Linked DNA regions of Mus musculus: region 1 is linked to region 2. A link is a contact called in public Micro-C data. All regions are on one chromosome and are shown on one strand. Each heading gives the region's core, a stretch centred on a gene start, on an enhancer-like site or on the middle of the called end of the contact. The rest is flanking DNA. Distances are from core to core; before and after follow the strand shown. Region 1 has its middle 21 kb from the start of Vim. Region 2 overlaps Trdmt1 (tRNA aspartic acid methyltransferase 1).

Region 1 (7,093 bases), core at 3,595-6,094, 70 kb before region 2:
ACAAGAGAGTTCTCAAGCCTGGCACTGCCTGACTGGACAACCCAGTGAGCCAGGATACAACCAAACATGACTGTCAGGGGAAAAAAAAGAGTCAATGAAATGATTCCTAATGCTGTTATGCTATACTCACAGATCCTAGTGTAATTGTCATCAGAGAGGCAGAGTCATCCAGCAACTGATGGAAACAGATGCAGAGACCCAAAGCACTTGACACTAGGCAGAGCCAGGAACCCCAAAGAAGATGGAGATGAAGAATTGTAAGAGATAGAGGGGTCGAGGACACAATGAAAACATTTCCAACAGAATCAACTAAGCAGGGCTCACAGGAGCTCACAGAGACTGAAGGGACAAACACAGAACCTTGTTTGGTCTGGGCGAGGTCCTCTGCATTTACTTTATGGTTCTGTAGCTTGGTGCTCTTCTGGGGACCTTTAACGGTAGGACTGAGGACTGTTTCTGACTTTTTTCCTGAACTTGGGATCCTTTTCCTCCTACAGGGTTGCCTTGTCCAGCCTTGATAGGACTGTTTGTGCCTGCTCTTATTGTAACCTGTTATGGCATGTTTAGTTGATTTCCTTGGTAGGGCTGCTTTGTTTTGTTTTTATTTGTTTGTTTGTTGTTCTGGTTTTGTTTTGTGGGAAGGAAAACAGAGGAGTGGGTCTGGGGAAGAGAGTAGGTGGGAGAGGGACTGGGAGAAGTGGAGGGAAGAGAAACTGTGGTCTGGATGTAATGTATGAAAAAATACATTTTTTAAAGTAAAAGAAACCAAGAAGAAAAAATGTACAAAAGAATCTGTTAGAAGATATCTTGATTCACCTTTCCACTAGAGGAGGTTGAACCCCATAGATTCGCTGGGCTTAAAATTATCTCAGAAGATCCCCAGCAAAGAGCTGTTGACAGTACGAGCTGGATAACAAGATTCTCTGGTGACTCATGCATGGTTGGAGTTTGAGAAATACCCTTCTAAGTCACAGCGTGGACAGTGAAGACGAAATGGTTCCAGGGTGTCTCTATTCTTTAAATGTAAAAACTGCTCCCACTGTTGAGCGTTTGATGTGAACAAGGTATTCTGTTAACCACTGCTAATTGTCAGTGGACTCAGCCAGGGCAGCTATCTCTAATTCCACCTTTCAGATAAAAAAGACTCAGCATCAGAGAAATGAAGTAATTTGGCAGAATTGACAAATCCAGTAAATCACAGTTCTCACTTCAAAGGGAACAGGAGACTTCATTCTAAGCCAAAATGAGTGAGCAGGGCCTCAGTTGCCCAGAATGACGTGCTGCAAATGGACTTATTACACCAATATTTAGGAGAACAAAACCCCAAAGTCATAGGTAAAGACTTTGGTCGGTGGTGACCTTGGGTAGGGTGAGTAAAGTGGAGAGGACTCTGTTATATTTTTTACATAATGACCTTCCTAGCTTTGGGTCTAGTGGAAAAACTAGTGCTCTGCTAAGTTAGTACATTCTGAAGGTTTCTGTGTGATGGTCACCAAGATGTTAGGTGAGACTGGGAGGTGACCAATGAATGGTAATGAGGAGGACTACACATAGCCCAGGATGGTTCTAGATTTTTTAACGTTCCAAGTCACCAAAATCATGGAGGTCTAACCTGTTCATCAACTTTGTAGGGTCTTCGACATGAATGTGGCTTTTTATTCTGCAGCTTTCAGTTCACAGGGACATGTCTATCTTCTGAATGAGAAGTGTTGCTTCTTACTCATGTGTGTTTTGAAGTGTTAATTTCAACAAAGTCTGTTCTGAGTTCAGGAAGCAAATGGAAACTTCTGCTGCTGCTGCTGCTGCTGCTGCTGCTGCTGCTCTTCCTGGGGTGGCTGCTGCTCTTCCTGGGGTGGCTGCTGCTCTTCCTGGGGTGGTTGCTGCTCTTGCTAACTATTTTAGTAACTGAGTTTACAGCTGTATATCTGCAATAGATAACCATAGAAAATATTAATGGATATTTTTCACCTCAAGTCCCCAGGAAGGTTGAGTTATACCCATTGTATTTTAATCCCAATTCCCAGAAATTAACAATGGCCCTTAGAAAGGGCATGTGAGTTTTGTATGTGCCAGTAGATGTCAGTATTTCTTTGAACACTACAATGGTCTTGCCATTCTTTGTCATAAGGGCAAGTGTCATAGTGGTTTCTTAGATACTTTTTTTTTATTTAGAACCATCTTCTCAGACAAACATCTTCAATGGCATTAGAGAACCTGAAGAAATCCTTCTTATGGAGGGGTGTGTATGGTAAAGAGATAAGGATAGAACCCAGAACATTCTACTACTGAGCTACATCCCAGCCCTAAAGAACAAGTCTTTGTCCAATCTTCTCTCTCTCTCTCTCTCAATCTCTCTCTCCTCTCTCTCTCTCTCTCTCTCTCTCTCTCTCTCTCTCTCTCTCTCTCTCTCTCTCCCTCCCTCCTCTTTCTCTCTCTCTCCCTTCCTCTCTTTCTCCCTCCCTCCCCTTCCCTCCTTTCCTCCCTCTCCACTCCTCCCTCCCTCCCCCTCTCTCTGTCTCCTTGTTTTTTCTCCAGTCTTTTGCCTTTCTTTCTGCCTCATCTTTACACCGTTTCTGCCCCATCCCCTTCATTTTTTTATGTAAAAGATGATTTTCTCCTATGAAAATATTTTTATAAAGATGTTGGCAAAAGACATGGGTAACACTCTTTGGTGGATAAACCAGACTCCACTATCACAGGTTTTAACAACCCCACAGTGCTAAATGCCTATTAAAAGGAAGGGCTGTTTGAGGTGAATCACTAATCCACAGAGCATGAACTGGCAGCTTTGAGGAAATTCAGTTACCTGGGCTTCACTATGCTTTCTCCAAAGGCTGTATTTATTTTTTCAAATGGTGTTTTACATGCAATGTATTCTAGGTCCTGATTCAGAGCATTATTCGTTATTCAGTGTATAAGGAGGCTGAATCGGGTTCACCAAGGACTAGGATTTAAATTGGCATGCATTTGATTTAGATAGTGGTCTTTGATTTGTGTGGCTTTTTCATGGCTCTGCTGGCACTATTTCCACGAGTAACAATTTAATTCTTCCCCACTGAGTGCTTTTCCTTGTTTGCTTTCCAGAATGACTTTGCTCTCCCTGAGCCACCCCCTCCACCCACCCACCCACCCCCAACCTTTGCTTTATATTAAGCACATAAAATCATTTGACAGGTATCTGAAGAGACTCACTTCTCTGACGAGGGAGGTCATTAGAAGCTTCTAAATAAGGGAAACGTCCTGAGAGGGATTAAATAAGAGAAACATTTTCTGAGTCATTAGACACTAGATGGGTTCAAATACCAGAAAAACACACTGTAGCACTCCACTTGGCACTGGTAATGACTTAATGCTTCTCCAGACTTCTCTGACCCTGTGAGGAATGTTTCTGCACTTCTGAGGCCTGATTAGCAACACAAGGCAAAAGATGGTAGGACCCACGGAAGGCTGGAAGACTGAGGGCTACTCCCAAGGCCTAGTTTATAATTTAGAAAATATGAAGATTGATGGCAAGAGTTGTTATGCTCAAAATGTCTAGAAATTGGATAGTTTAATGTTCCCTCAGAGCTTCAACCCATTACAAGGTAGAGGGTTTTTATTATTATTATTATTATTATTATTATTATTATTACTACTATTATTATTAATTTCTGTTTTCCTTTTCATTAGGCTTCTACAGTCCACACTTTGGAAGTGGACTTATATCTCTATTTCCTGATTTGCTATCTGGATGGCCTTGTCAATATTGCTTAATTATTGCCATCTGTAAACCTCAGTTTTCCTATCTATGAAGTGGGGATTACAAATGCTTGACTGATTGAGGATTGTGTGGGTCATAGGGTAGCTTTTTTTCTATGCCCATTTTCAATTTCAGGAACTTCCTTTAGAGCATGAATGTATGGCCTGCCTTTGAATGGAGTTTCTTATTTGATACTGATCAAGCAGTATTTGCAGATTCTGGGGACAGACCAATGAACAAACAAAGGGGACTCCTGAACTCAGGCAATTACATTCTAGGGAGGCCACAAAAACTGTCAAGTGACCCAATACATAAGGTTGCAATAGCAGGTTGAAATGAGTGTGTTACAGCAAATGTCGTTTTGAGAAAAAGAAAGATGGAGCAAAGGGACAGATAGTAATGAGGTCAAGAACAGTTACTTGTATGAGGAAGCATTAAAAGAAAAAGATAATTTATCAATAATGGTTCAAGAAGAGGAAGCCTGTGAGGTTGAGAGGGACAGAGATCGACACAGACAGGTAGGACACAGGAGAGATGGGAGAACTAATAGTATTATATTTTACTTAAGTTAAAAATAACTTTAAAAGACAATGACGATTTTGAAACTTTGGGGTGTTGAGAAATGAAGAGAGAGGCCATCAGAAGAACTAAAAGATAAAGGATTTTTTCTTTCTGGAGGCACAGTCTGAAAAGTGAAAATAACTGAAAGACCTGGTGTCCAAGAATCTTCAGAAGATTTGGGCTTCCACACAGTTATTTCAGGAAATGGTTTCCATCACTGAGTCACCTTGGCAGAAGGTATTAGAACCCAGGACCTAGGGTTGTGACAGTTTAAGCCTTTTCCTGGACACTACCTGCTGGGTTCTGAACCTGAAAATCAGCTCAAGGGTGAGAACTCATCAAAGGGTAAGCAACTTCGTGTGACCAAATTGCTACCAGCCTTTTTTGCCTCTTCCACTCCTGCCTCTGCTTGTAGGAGTTAAGAAGCACTCTTGATGGCTGAGTATATTTCTTTCCTAAAGAAGTCAGGGTATATAACTGACATCCCCAGCTTCCTGTGAGTCAGTGGCTTTAAATGTCCTTCCAGCCCTGCAGTTATTATGATCATGGTGGCTCCCTGGATTCTAACAGTTAAGAGATAGCAGATGGCCCCAGCCTCAGGCTAGGAAACAACGTCTACTCTATGCCTGCCTTACCACCATCAGCTTTGGCCTGCAGACCTCAGCTGTCTACCTCCACTACTGCTTTAGTGGTGGCTTCTCAGGTCTTCTAAGGAAAATTAAAAATTCTATTTGTTGTATGAAAGATTACCTAGGTATGACTGGGAGTGAGGCTCAGGGGACATCACCCCTCACTGCTAAGTTATTTGCTACTGATAGAGTTGGGGAGAGGAGGAGGCATTGTCTTCCATGATGACTCCTCCAGTGAACGGTTCCAAGCCAGTGGGCACACAAGTAGCCCTGATTAACTAAATGGGGCAAAGACTCGAAAAGAAAGCAAAACAAACCCAAAAAGTCATGATTCTGGGAAAGAGATTGATCAAGACGAAGAAAGAGAGATTGATTGAAATGTGAGAGAATCAACACAAGGTATATAGAAGAGAGTGAATAGAATTCTATACATGCATGGAACTGTTACATAACAACCTTAATTAATAAAGGAAACACTTATTAGATAAAGTGCCAATGACAGAGAAAAGAGCTGCAGAGGAACAGACAGGGGACTACATAGGACCACAGTGGGTGTTTAACGTTTTGCAAAGAGAGAATGATTAAGAAGAGTCTCTGTTTATGACCCTCAGATTAGTTACTTTTGGATCATATGTATCACATGACCTATTAAATGAAGGGCCATTCATCAAGGTCTTTTGAGTAGCTTTGATGTAACTCACCTCTTAGTCTTCCTCATAAAGCGTTCTTTCTATGAAATTTTGTTTACCTCGAACATTTCCTGTCTGCTGTTGACTTTGGCAGAGAAAGTAAAATCTCATCACTATAGTATTGTCAAGAGCACTTACAGTCAAACTGAAGAATGTCATGATCCCATGGCCTGAAGGCCAGGCACAGACTTAACCACACCCAATTCTTTTTTTTTTTTTCCTTTACTATTTAGCTTAGTTGAGCATACAGAGTGATCACTTTCATGACATCGTCTTCATACATGTGTGGATACAGATTCATGCATGCATATACATAGATATGCTGTAATTCTTCCCGATTATTTGACTGTATCCAGTTCTTTCTAGAACACACTAGAACTATATGGATGACCTCTTGCTTCCCTTGGGCTCTGCCGGTCTGAAAGCAAAAGCAGGTGAATGTGACTTGGGCTTAAAGGTGACAGTGGAGAACATGACAATGGAGAACATGAAGAATGATTTGCTGAAGCTCATGGCAGTTGGAACAAAAACTGCCTGATTCTGTCACAGCCCAAGGGGAGAGACATTTTGAAATGAATTCTGCCGAGAGCTGATTACATTGTTTCACAGGCAGTTCATCCTATCTACCACCCGTGGACAGCTCCAACCAATCCATGCCTTTATTCTCACAGTAAACTAACTCATGATCGATGAATCACAGAGGGCATGAGAATTTATCTGGAGGTGGTGCAGAGAATGTTCAATTATCTAATTGGACTCATGACCCTAAACACATTCGATTACATAACTGGAGATTCTGTACCCATATTTAATTGAAACATGGACTGGATTGTGGCAAGGGAAAAGTCAGTGAATGGAAAAAGAAATAATTTTAAGGCAGAATGCTGTTGTGGATTAATTACCTACTGTTACAAAATTCCCCAAATTAGCTTTAGACTATTGATATAAAATAAAGTTTGTTAAAAATGAGCACTTAGATATGAAAGTTATGTGTTATTAAAAGCTTGGAAAGTTAGAAATGGATGTTAGAACCACATCACTGTTATGTCGTGCTGCCTATTGCTTCAAGTTTGGGGTAAAAGTAGTCAGAAAAAATAGGGCTCTGTTACCACAAGCCATCAGAAATAGTTTTTATATATGTGGATCTGGGGGTGCTCTATGGCTTTGATGCTCAAATCATTCTAGTGTAATGCCCCTTAGCAGGACATGGTCTCTTACCTAAGTATTAGCATCTCATCTCATCTCACTTTATCTTGTCCTGAATGACACATCTCCTCTTAACCTTCTGCTTCATACAGAGCTGTTTTGGGTTTACCAAATCATCAATAATGTCATTTATAATTCAAGATTTTTAAATCTCTTCCTTATTTTGGCTTAAGTTTTTTACTATAGTGTAGTATGGTTTGAAGAGAAGATAGTAACTATTCTTGCTTGTTCTGTTTGGTCTTGTAGGAACAATTAGTCCAAGCTGGCCC
Region 2 (6,998 bases), core at 1,457-3,956:
ATTATCATTGCAGCAGGATCCATCTGTCCTTTTAAAGATTTATTTATTATTTATATGAGTACATTGCAGCTGTCTTCAGACACACACCAGAAGAGGGCATCGGATCCCATTAGAGATGACTGTGAGCCACCATGTGGTTGCTGGGAATTGAATTCAGGACCTCTGGAAGAGCAGTCAGTGCTGTTAACTGTTGAGCCATCTCTACAGCCCCCTCTGCCCCCACCCCCCTTTTTTTTTTTTTTTTTTTTTTTTTTTTTTTTTTTTTTGGTTTTTCAAGACAGGGTTTCTCTGTGTAGCCCTGGCTGTGCTGAAACTCACTCTGTAGACCAGGCTGCTCTCGAACTCAGAAATCTGCCTGCCTCTGCCTCCTGAGTGCTGGGATTAAAGGCGTGTGCCACCACTGCCTGACTTTTTCTGAACATTTTAATCTCTTGTAATAAAATTAGAAAAAATGAGTACTTCCTCAAGATCCATGTTATTTTCTGCCCTTGTGTATGTCACTAACTTAACAGAGACAGCTGACTCATTCCCAGGTCAACTCACTCTTCAGAAATTTCCTGCTTTACCAATTTACACAAACTTGTTAGAGATTTGTCATAAAAATTATAGAGGTTGCTATGCTGGTCTATTCTTTCTACATTTCTGGCCAAGACTGCTTAAGGAGTATTGGCAAATCCCTGACATGTGTTCTCATTGTTTATCTTCTGATCTGTGTACACATATATGCGTTTTATATGCATGTGTAAAAGGAACAAGTTAGGTGTTATTTTAATTACTCCTGTGTATAATCATTTGAAGTTCCTTGTGCTAAGGACAAAACAATAAACTACTTGCTGGTATCTGAACATGAGGCCTTTTGATTTGCTAGTAAATCAGCAGAGAGCACTAGACAAGAGTGCAGCTACTCATCACTACACACTCACTGAACAGAGAAGCATATTAATAGATGGGCACTTAAAGATCCCCAGACCTTTCCCAATATAGTTGATTACAAAATAAGTTCTACATGGTCGAGTCCAAAAACGACAGCATTACACCTGAGTCTTCACAGAGGAATTAGTGCTGTGGACGAAGTCACTGTGCCTCCGCACAGCCGCACAGCTTCTTCACAAAGTTGCTTTGGACGGAGGCTAGTGTAACTGAAGCTGCGTTGTAAAGCTGTGCTGTGGTATGGAAACTGTGATCTCTGATGGCTTTAGTTCTGTCTAGTCTTCTCTTCATTCTGTCTGTTTTTTCTTTCAAATGTTTCTTTCTTAGGGTATTTCACTGGAAGACTTTGACAAGCTATCTTTCAATATGATTTTAATGAGCCCTCCATGCCAGCCATTCACAAGGTATGTGTAATAAGTGTTTTTCTCTTTGGGAAGAGTATATGGGCTGAAAATACAGCTAAGTAAATTCTTGCCCAGCATGCGTTGAGGCCCTGGGTTTAAATTATGACACATATCTCACCCTCACCAAAAGGGAGATAAAAAGAGGAAAGAAAGGAGAAGGGAAAATCAAAGAACTTTAAAAGCTTAAGCTGCACTTTTTGTTTTTACAATTTTTTTATTAGATATTTTCTTCATTTACATTTCAAATGCTATCCCCAAAGCTCCCTATCCCCTCCCCCCACCCTGCTCCCCAACCCACCTACTCCTGCTTCCTGGCCCTGGCATTCCCTTGTACTGGGGCATAGAATCTTCCCAAGACCAAGGGCCTCTTCTCCCATTGATGGTTGACTAGGCCATCTTCTGCACTTTCAAAGCTTTAAAATGCTCTGTAAATATATCCCTTCATTTTAGATATTGATAATTCATCATCGAGCATAGGAATCCGCAGTTACAGTCAGAATAGCAAAATAATTTGATCAACAGTAAATACGTAATGCTATGTTATAGGTATATCTAAGGTACATTTATTTTCTTTCAGATTATGTTACTCACTTTAAATTTTTCACCTCTTGAATTCATAGCTAATTCTGATCAGTGAAACAGAATTCCCTTAAGAAATATTTTATATGTAAGTAATTTGTGAAAAATTTTAGCATACATTTACAATTTGTGTATTTCTCAAAATTAATATTATAATTCAGATTTTTCATAGTCACATTATAATTTCTCATTTCAAATTTAATATTTTTAACAAGAACTGTGTCTTAAATTAAACCTAGATCATTTTCACTATTTAATAGTATAAATTATTTTAAGAGGCTATAGTAATAGGGTCTTATTGTTATTATTATTTTGAAAGTGAGAAACTGAGGCATAGATAGGTTAACTTTCTCATGACTGTACAGTTAAACAATGTCAGAGCCATTATTTATTAATCATTTATATACTTTGTATTAATATGACTAACTGGAGTGTTATATGATAAATATTTTGATTCAAGAAAATATTCTTGTGTTACTTTTTAACATCTTTGAACTTCAGGAAGCTTATCTTTTTGAGGGTTTATTGTGCTTGTATGCCATGCAATGTGTTTGATGCTGTCATTGCTAATGTTCAGAGTTTACAGTTGAAAGGGATGACTCATAAATTAGTATTATATAAATTGTGACATTTGGTACTGTAAGAACTCTGGGAGTACCATGAGAACATAGAGGATAAAATGGCGTGCATCATGCCCAGAAAGGGAAGTTCTTCCAGAGGCATGATTAGAGCTGTGTCTGAACAGAGAGTAGGAGTTTTATCAGCGATGACAGATGGCATTCCATATGAGGGTGGGTTTGAGCATATGGGAGGGTGTGGCCTAGTGTGTATAAAATAGAATGCAGCCCGAGTATATATACTGTTTCAGTGGGCTCAGCATCTTCACTGTAAGCCTAGTTCCAGCTGTTGATGTGATGCCAGGCACTAACTGACTGGAGTTGTTATCTGAACTCTGAGTGGAAAGGGACAGAATATAAAAACTGATTTCTGAGGAATCAGTTTAAATCCAGTTTACTCCCCAGCTAATAAGCCTCAGACTCACTGGTAGATTTCGCCTTGGTGTCAGATATGGGGAAAGTGACAGCAGTGTTACCTAGCTTAGGAGCATGAAGCTACTAAGCATTAAGTTTAAAAACCTGATCCTCTGTTCCTGTTGTTCAGACCCAATCTAAGGGTTCCTTCCTACTTGAACCTTGACCACACTGTGAACCTTTGTACGACTTGTTTGCTAGCCCAGTGCCTCCTGTTTACATGTGCTGGCCCTAGCTGCAATTCCTGCTTGTAAAGTAAAACCCTGAGATCAAGGGTCTGTTTACACCCGACAGGATTATCTGGGCATTTCCCATTGCTTAGTGTGCTTGCATGGTGCTTATCACCGTTGTCATCTGCTCCAGATTGCTGCCCACCCAATCAGCTACTTTCCTGTCTTTTCTTTCTTATGGTGACGATCAACTAATTTAAATTCTCTTAACTGGCTAAGTCTTTTTGATATCATTACATACAATTTTTTATAAACTCTTGTGATTTCTTTGCTTTTTTAGAATTGGCCTACAGGGGGATATGACCGATCCAAGGACAACTAGCTTCTTGTATATTCTAGATATTCTCCCAAGGTAAACAGTAGATTCTTGTACACTTACCTTAGGTTTGCAGTTGAGGGTATGAAGAATGTAGTGTTTGTCATTTTGTAGACATTAGTGGTTATCACATGCACCTTTTTTTTTTTTTTACCACAACTAATAAAAATAACATGAAATGTTTCGCAGTTTCATGCTTGCCTCCATAGTGAGTGACAGAACTGTCAGTAGCCAGCTCAATTCTGTTGCCTTTGCTCGTTGGTAGTAGTCACTGCACATGTTCCCAGTGTTAGTGACCACGGCCCCGGAGGCTGAATGACTGCCCTTTGTGTTTTGCAGTGCAGAGCCCTATGCAAGCCCATATTTTGAGATGTGTTCCAATGGAATTAACTCTTCAAGTGTGAACTTTTTCAAGTATATAGCATGTCGAGAAAAATAAATAAAATAGTTAAAATTCATTTTTAAAAAAATAGAGAAAATTATTTATAAATCCCATTTCTCACAAGTTGTGATTTTCTTTTTATTTCTTTGTAATTCAGTATTTGTATTTCTGTTTGTTTTTGTTTTTTTAGATTACAAAAATTACCCAAGTATATTCTCTTAGAAAATGTCAAAGGTTTTGAAGTATCTTCTACAAGGTAAAAAATATGTTTGTCTTGCAAATGTTTTAGACTTACTATATTTTATAATAGGCACCATTGTAAGATAAAGATCTTAATAATAAGTGTATATTCAAACATTTTATAAGATAGGCTTTATTAATTAGTGTGATTTTTACCAATAATATAAAATATTACAAAATCTTGTTCTGTTCTTATTTTAATCTTCCAGAAGGAGTACTGATTTTAGTATCAAGTATTTCTAGGTAGAAATGTTTTAATTAAGAGCAGCCTCACAATGAGAACTTAGCATCCTACTTAGATGAGAGAGACAGCCAGAGGCAGGGTTTCATCTGATAGTAGCCTGTGTGGAAAAAACGGTATCTACATCTACCCGAGTCCTTTAGTCACTGTTACTTGTAACTGTTCCTGTCTTATGGACCCTGGGAAGCTGTCGTTTCAGTTCCAGATCTGATTAATTAACAAGTTAAGCTTTCAGCAATTGGTCACATTGTCTGGCAGCTTTATTTACGTGTACTAGAGATTCTTCTCTTATCTTTTTATTAACATGCAGTTTCGCAAGTAATGACTTAGAAGCCGTGTGTCTAAATGGCTTGAGTACAGTCGGGTTTTACTGATGATTAAGTGTTACATAAGAATGCCATTTCTAAGCAAGGCTGGCCGCTTTTTGCTTTGACTCTTTTTCTCTTTCCAGAGGGCTGCTGATACAAACAATAGAAGCCTGTGGCTTTCAGTATCAAGAGTTTCTATTGTCTCCTTCTTCTGTAGGTACCACAATTTATTTATATAAGTATCGTTTAAGAGAATTTGATATAATAAACAAAATAAATCTATTTTTAATATTTCATATAAGTGTCAAACTAGCTCAGTCATGGATCTTACTTTCTGAAGAACATAGTGCATACTTGTTGATTTGCTTGTACATAAGATAGGTTCATTAAATCTCATGATTTTTCTTTTTGGAAAATAAACGATTGTAGGGTTTGAAACTATATGGAATTTTTACATGTAAAATTGGGTGTCTTGTATTCATTAATGCTCAAAGTAATCCAAGATTGAAAGCAAAGTGGACATATTATAATTCCCTTCTGCTCCGTGACATTTGGTTGCACGCATGCCTCCATTTCATGTAAGACATCAAAACACTTGTGTTGTGAAAGGCTGATTTTGTAAGTGCCATTGTTCCTTTTGGCTTCTTGTCATCATTAGCTGTATCATATAGTTCTTTATCTACAAATGAAAAGAAAATCTAGTTTAAAATATTAATATATAAGTTGTTATATCAGTGTCTCTTCTAGACTAAATTCTCCTCTTTAAAAGTAAAGTAACAGTAGCCAAGAATAGCTATATTTGAGTTTAATGTTTTTATTATTATTATAAAATTGCTTTGGCAGAACCTATGTGCATGTCTCTCTGAGTCTCTGTGCTAGGAGCTGAAGATGATTGAAGTCCCCCACATTTCATTTGGTAACTAGCTTTTCTCTGTTGCTTGCAGCTAGGCATTCCAAACTCGAGGCTCCGATATTTTCTCATTGCAAAGCTTCAGTCAGAGCCTTTCCCCTTCCAGGCCCCTGGACAGGTATTGTTGTTGCTACGGATATTACTGTTTACTTGTGGATGAATCTCAGTCTGCCAGTTTCTTCTCAGTAACTACTTAGGACTCCTATGCCTATTGAGTTTATAATGCAGGTCATCTTCGTGTCCATTTTCAGGTCTCTGCTTCTCCCGATGTCACTTTTCACTAAACTAAACAAAGTCAAAACTCATAAAGACTTTGTAAGTGTAAAAATTATCATTAGTGTTATTTTCCTGTGTTCCATCATAACTTTCATAACTATTACATTTGTCTTTTCCTCTTCCCAGTTAAAACCATTAATCAGTGATTTCTTATGATAAAATGTAATATGCTATCTTTAAATTGGTCTGTAAACATATTTATTATACTGTCCCTGACACCAACATTATTTATATTAATTGATTAAAGTGTAGTAATGATTAGTTAGAAGCTAACATCAAATTCTCAACTGCTAAGCTGGCATTCTTGGTGAATGATTTTATACGTTTCATAAGAAATGAGGAAAGATAACAGTTTCAGTGGCTCAATCAACGTGGCTCTGCATAAGCACGAATAAAGCTCAACAGCAGCCAGTCCTACCAGTGGGGCCAGCTCTCCTGTGACCGACGCTCTTTCCCATACTGGGCAGCTCCAGGAACAGGGTAAAATTATATTAAGGAAGATGAGATCACTCACAATTTCTTGACTATTTTCTCATTTATAAAATGGAAGTTTCTCTAAGATTCTGAGTTTCCACAAGGAACTCCACCCTCCATGGACACAGCGTTTTCAGTAGAACACAGAGTTTGCTTTTAGATTTGAAGGTGCTTCAGGACTTCCTTTTCATGAAGGAATTTGGTAAACTTTAGTTCCGTGTGCATTTTCCAGTTTTGCTTTTACATTTCTGTTTCACCAGTGCTACTGTGTTTGAATGTTGTGAGTTTTCCGTCAGTGAGTACAGTAGACAGTAATTCTGAGAAGTAAATCCTCGGAAGCTCACTTGTCTTATGACTGGATGACTGCTAGCTTCTGACAATAACTTGTCAATAGAAGCAAGCTACAGTGTTTTCAACATCAACCTTATAAGAGCTAAAAGGTTTGCATGGGTCTAGTTAAAATTATTGATTGATTTCTTATTTTAAATAAAACTTTGACAGTTTCTGTATTTTTTTTTAATTTAATGCCAGATACTGATGGAGTTTCCTAAAATTGTAACTGTTGAGCCACAAAAATATGCAGTAGTTGAAGAAAGTCAGCCAAGAGTGCAGAGAACTGGACCACGTATCTGTGCTGAGAGCAGCAGCACACAGAGTTCTGGAAAAGATACCATTCT

Evidence for each region. A called contact is a pair of places that touch in the nucleus more often than the background predicts.
Region 1: a contact with region 2 is called in a Micro-C map of the HL-1 cell line, with 2.6 times the contacts expected there. The contact joins two enhancer-like sites. A contact is called at or near these places in 1 of 15 datasets of contacts at CTCF or cohesin (pro-B cells), 16 of 484 Hi-C or Micro-C datasets (B cells, the C2C12 cell line, CD8 T cells and 11 more), 7 of 115 datasets of contacts at active chromatin or transcription factors (the 230-238 cell line, CD8 T cells, bone marrow-derived dendritic cells and 4 more) and 1 of 9 other capture datasets (embryonic stem cells).

What each region holds. Positions count from the first base shown.
Region 1 is chr2:13,592,197-13,599,289 of GRCm38.p6, reverse strand. No RefSeq gene overlaps it. Among named protein-coding and RNA genes, the nearest start is that of Vim, 21 kb to the right of the region's middle. Within about 2 kb of position 4,844, at least 3 of the 459 cell types and tissues checked have an H3K27ac peak or open chromatin away from gene starts, as enhancers often do. A contact at or near this core is called in the HL-1 cell line, where this site is marked.
Region 2 is chr2:13,519,954-13,526,951 of GRCm38.p6, reverse strand. Trdmt1 (tRNA aspartic acid methyltransferase 1) reads left to right here. Exons shown (of 11, transcript NM_010067.4): 3 at 1,258-1,334; 4 at 3,455-3,526; 5 at 4,063-4,128; 6 at 4,805-4,874; 7 at 5,606-5,689; 8 at 6,853-6,998. Among named protein-coding and RNA genes, the nearest start is that of Trdmt1, 21 kb to the left of the region's middle. Within about 2 kb of position 2,706, at least 60 of the 459 cell types and tissues checked have an H3K27ac peak or open chromatin away from gene starts, as enhancers often do. A contact at or near this core is called in the HL-1 cell line, where this site is marked.